2 separate regions of the Hordeum vulgare genome follow, and region 1 is linked to region 2. Evidence: chromatin contacts called from public Hi-C data. All regions are on one chromosome and are shown on one strand. Each heading gives the region's core, a stretch centred on a gene start, on an enhancer-like site or on the middle of the called end of the contact. The rest is flanking DNA. Distances are from core to core; before and after follow the strand shown. Region 1 holds the start of LOC123403065 (ribosomal RNA small subunit methyltransferase nep-1-like). Region 2 overlaps LOC123402112 (actin-related protein 3).

Region 1 (2,700 bases), core at 13-2,512, 540 kb before region 2:
CGCGACGAAGCCTGCGTCCGCCTCGCCCATCGGCATCCCGTCCTCGACTTCGTCGTGCAAGCCGAAGAACATCACCTGATCGAACCGACGCCGTCGATAGAGAGAGGGAAGCGACTGTGGCGTCATAAGAATCAATAGAGGACATGAAGGAGCAGTTGTCCCCCAGCCACGCGCGGAACCCCGCACCCCATTCTTTCATCCACCGACAAGGATTGTGCCACTGGACCAGGATGAGACAAAGAAGAAGAAGGAAATCAACCGTCGTAGGGAGTACGAGGCGACGCCGACGACTGCGACTGTGATAGTAGAGGAGCATGTAACAAGGATGCAGATGGAGCATGCATCACAAATGTATGAGCTACATACGGGGCATGACGCAAGGATTCCCTAAGAGCAGGAGACAAGGATGACCTGGGAGCAGGAGGCATGGATGTCGTCCCGCAAATGATCCAGCCAGCCAGTGAGCTATCCATCACGCTCGGACATTGCTTCTTAGTTTTTGCATGTCCAAATTATTAAATTATGATTTATTTTGCTTTCTTTCGAACCGTTGAATTCAGACAATTCATGTTGTATAATCGATGCACATGCATTTCATGAATTTGAGATTCTGTATTTGAGATGTATAGATGTACAACAACCATATAAAAGATCCTTTAACATTGTTCATGAACACATTCATATAAAAAGTCAAATTTGCCAAATCCGGCTGTACATGCTCCAACCTAGCAGTGGACCATTTGTTCCGAGTGAAAATAAATAAATACACAATCGATGAATTCAGAAATAGGGGCTCATAGTTTGTCGCGCTTGAGACAATCACGTCCTGTCCAATTTTGATACTACAAGAAAAGGTTATCTTACGTACGCATGCAGCCAGACTTAGCGCTATGCCCGACCGTCACACCCGCCGACTGCTCCGCACCTGCCCGGCCGGCCGGCCGACGCACCATGATCCCAACACCATTGCCAAGCTCCAGGGCGGCGGCACACCGTGCTGTGAGATGCCGCAGCCGCCCCCACCTCCCCTCCGGCGAGCGTCGGCACCGTCCGTTCCAGTGTCATATGGTCAGCCCTTCGGATTTGGGCCGGGCGTGACGAATCCAAACTTTCTCTGTTGGGCTGGTTGTGGTTTATGGGCCTCTCTGTTTGGGTTGGTTGTGGCTGATGGGCTTCTGTTTGTTGTTGTGCGATTGCTTTGCTCAGTCCCTTTTGAGCCCACATAATAAGAGGAACCCCCACCCACTCGAAAAAAAAGAAGAAGAAAAACCCTAGACTCAAAGCCCCGCAGGCCGCAGCCCGAGCCGTCGCGAAGCGTGAAGAAGACATGGGGCGGCCGTACGCAGTCAAGGGGAAGAAGAAGCGGAAGCTGGAAGGCGGCGAAGCCTCGCGCGCCCCTCCGGTCGACGCCGAGGAGGTGGAGCTAGAGGGCAAGGAAAATGAGGAGGTGACGGAGGGGGAGGCGGCGCCAGAGGCCTTTGCCGAGGAGGTGGGGGATGGGATCCCCATCGTGCCCCGCCCGCTGGACAGTAAGCGGCGGCCGGGCGCTATCTTCGTACTTGAGAGGGCCTGCCTCGAGGTCGGCAAAGTCGGCAAGGTATGCTTCTTCTATGGACTATGGACCAATAAATCAGTGATTTATTTCTGACTGTGACCGATTGTTTCTCCTTTGGCGGTCGAATTCAGCTTTAGATAAATTTCTTCGAATAGCTGGTTTATTCATGTGCTACTTTAGGTAGCAATGGTCGAAAATTAGTGGCTGCTACCTGCTAGGATGCAGTAAAGAGCAAGTGTTAACTAATTATACCAGAGCAGCTATATTCCTTACAAGACATCTGCTGATTAAAGAGACTACACCTCGTCCTAAACAAAAAGCCCCTTATTTTATGTCAGTTTTACTGATTCTTTTAACTGTTTCTATAGGGTATGCAAATCTTGAATTCGGATGATCACGCTAATTATTTAAGGAAGCAGAATCGCAATCCAGCTGATTATAGGCCTGATATCATCCACCAGGTATTCTAAATTTTCGTCATTATTATTTTCTTTCGGGTACTGTAATACTCCCTCCGTCCCAAATTAAGTGACTCATCTTTGTACTAAAGTTAGTACAAAGTTGAGTCACTTATTTTTGGGACAGAGGGAGTATTATCCATCCATAAGTTCCTGTTGTAAGTCAAAGGGAACCAAACTTAATTTGTTTGTCAACGTGAATACTAGCATTTGTTTCCTCTCTTTTGGTTGTTGAACCCTGTTTGGGTATCTGAATAGCTACAATGTATGACAGTTATGAATTTCGCCCCAAAATTTTTTGCAGGCACTACTAGCAATATTTGATAGCCCCCTAACTAAGGCTGGCAGGTTACAAGCTGTTTATGTTAGGACTGAAAAGGGAGTGTTGTTTGAAATCAAGCCTCATGTTCGCATGCCACGGACGTTCAAGCGTTTCTGTGGTTTGATGTGTAAGTTCCAAATAATAGAAGTAGTGCATGTTCTTCACCTTTTAAGTCATTTATTCCCTCTGTACCGAAGTACTTGTAGCTGGGGGAAACTAGTACAAGTTTCCCCAACTATAAGTATTTCGGTACAGTGCTAATATTTCATGAACCATGCTGACCTGCAAGTTATACAACATCACAGCACAGTTATTGCAAAAGCTGAGCATCACGGCAGTTGGGAAGCGTGAGAAGCTCCTTAATG
Region 2 (2,700 bases), core at 193-2,692:
CGTCTGTCATGATGATCAAGGAAACTATTGGGGAGTTCTTCACTGGTCATTGGCGGAGTGGATGACCCGATGATCCTGGAAGCGATCGCATGCACAGGGGCGCTTGCATTGGAGGGGGATCTTCATTTGCATCAAGTGATCATCCCTTTTGACACCAAACAAGTCGTTGCAGACATAAACTATAGATACAGAGGAGGGAATGAAGTGATCATCGGTGAAATCATAGCTTCTAGCTTATTTCAGTGTAGCGTTATCTTTTAAAGTCACAATGTAAAAAAAATTAACACAGTACAGACGCAAGCGTTCATATACACGCGCATATACTCATCCCTATGAACGCACACACGCACAACCTACCCCTATGAGCACTTCCGAAAGACTGATCCGGCATATTATCTTGAGATTTACGAAGTCACTGTAGACGTCTCGTCGTCGACGGAAACGTCTTCTCGAACTAAAAACATATCATCGGAAATCCTAAAATAAATTTAGAAATAATGCAAACTTAGAAGCTCATAAGTTAGCCAAACATTCTTTGTCGTTAGGCCTGTGACGTCACATGTGGTTTGGCCACCCGCATGACCTAATATGTATCCCACAATCTGTAAATTTTGATGAATAAAGCTTGATTAATCCTGAAAAAATGGCTAAACCGTTCGTGCGGGCCACATGGTAGTGGGAATAATCTCGAGCTTTTTTTTTTCGTTCGGTCACATGACTGGTTGTCACTCTGGCCGTTTGGCTACCCTAACCCGCTACCCGAATTCGAACTGAACCGAATTACCCAAATTGTCGAGTAATACGAGTATCGGGTTAGGGTTCGGTTCTCAATTCCTGGTTATTCGGTTTTCGGGTTAGGGTTCGGGTTCTAGTCTAGAAAACCCGAAATACCCATACTACCCGAATTATTCATAATATCCAAATTATTCATGTTATTATTACACTTACATGTTACCCATACAAACTAAAATACTCATACTATCCAAAATATCCACACTATCCGAATTAATCATACCAAAAGTTGATGTGTGCTACGAATATTTAGGGTTTTTTGGATACCCGAATTACCCAAACCGAAATTTTGGATAATTTAGGTTCGGTTATTTTTTGACAGAAAAAAATTTGGTTTCCATTTCTAAATACCCAAATAACTCATAAACCGAACTAACCGAACAGAAATAATCAAAATACTGAACGACTAGGCTGAACTGGTTTGGGTCCGGGAAGACACAAACCCTTCGGTCCTTATCATGGTGCTAAAATGTTTACACCCATTACAACGCAACCCCTTCGGTCCTTATCATGGTGCTAGAATGTTTACACCTATTACAACGCACCGATAATTATCACCAAACAACCAGCCAGGGCTTCCGGGCGGCAACCGATTCGGTGCATTGCCTTGCCGTCTTGGTGCCAGCTAACTGATCACGGACCTCTAACTGCATCCGCACTGGTCGAATCTATCTAACTAAACGGTGGAAATGCATATCTAGGTGACTGCACGCATCTAAGGGGGTGTCTCTTTTCAAAGACTTTTTGATGTAGGAACTAAAAAAACAGGAAGAATTTTTAAGGACTAAAAATAGGTATTTGGGACTAAAGGAAGAAGTCCTTATGGAAGGAACTTTTTAGGAAGAAGTCTCTATGAAAGTGACTTTTTGGGACTTTTTTGACACTTCTTTCAACAATGACTCTACTTTTAGCATGTCATTTAATAACTTTTAGTACATTACTAGGGATGACATGGTCTTTTTACATGTCATTTAATAACCTGTAGTCCATGTTTAGTCCTTGAAAAAAAAAATAGGGACTAGAAACTTTTTAGTTGGGATTAAAAACAAGTCCTAGAACTTTTTAAAAAAACAGGGCCTAATTAAGATCGATCGACGGGTGCACGCGCAGACTCTCTATGTTGTCTGGGAGAAACATCATGATTACCATATTTCATGGAGTATTAGATAAATAATAAATGCATCATGTTTACGATGTCAACTGAAATCTTCCACTATCTAGAAAACCGGTGGCAACAACTTCACGGGAAAATACGAGCCACACCAGCCCACCCACAAAAAGCTGTTCAGTTTCCGGCGATACTCCACTCCACTCGTACTAAAGATTATACAACAGCTAGCACCTTTTCTAAAGAAAAATACAACAGCTAGCATGTGCCGCTAAGGCACCGCCAGCGCCATCCGGTCACGAATCCTCCTGTTTGCTACACTACCAGCACCATTCTACATCTACAGATGTATAGTATACAAAAGATATATTGACGAAATGTTGTTTATCTCTATATGCACGCTGGTTGTGTACAAACAAACGGTATAGAGAGCCTGCCTCCGGTGTCAGTTTTACCATGCTGCCAGCCTGCTACTGCTAGCTAGGCTCATCAGGCTGATTGCATGGATATGCTATCTGTGACGCTAGTCTTTCATGCGCAAATCTCAGTACATCCCTTTGAAAACGGGATTCGATCGGCAGATGCTTGCACCGTACTCTTCATACTCTGCTTTTGTGTGGCAAGCCTGTTGGACAAAAAAAATAATGACGGTTAGCTTAGATCAGATACTGACAATGCAAGTTAAAACAAATCACAGTAAAGATGCTTCAGTATAATCCACTTTCAAAACTACATGCTCCAACATACCGGCGTTAGTGGAGATTAAAATTTGCCCGTTTTTAATTGCAAGGGTAGTATAA

What was found. Hi-C and Micro-C count contacts between places; a contact is called where the count stands out from the background.
Region 1: a contact with region 2 is called in a Hi-C map of leaf, with 3 times the contacts expected there. The contact joins the promoter of LOC123403065 here to the enhancer-like site in region 2. A contact is called at or near these places in 2 of 6 Hi-C or Micro-C datasets (leaf and seedling).

The regions. Positions count from the first base shown.
Region 1 is chr6H:334,301,144-334,303,843 of MorexV3_pseudomolecules_assembly, reverse strand. LOC123403065 (ribosomal RNA small subunit methyltransferase nep-1-like) reads left to right here and starts at 1,262. Exons shown (of 7, transcript XM_045097037.1): 1 at 1,262-1,597; 2 at 1,924-2,016; 3 at 2,318-2,462; 4 at 2,641-2,700. The coding sequence starts at 1,328.
Region 2 is chr6H:333,759,368-333,762,067 of MorexV3_pseudomolecules_assembly, reverse strand. It overlaps LOC123402112 (actin-related protein 3), which reads right to left. Exons shown (of 10, transcript XM_045095993.1): 10 at 1,980-2,525. The coding sequence ends at 2,445. Among protein-coding and RNA genes, the nearest start is that of LOC123402112, 13 kb to the right of the region's middle. Within about 2 kb of position 1,442, at least 2 of the 3 cell types and tissues checked have open chromatin away from gene starts, as enhancers often do. A contact at or near this core is called in leaf, where this site is marked.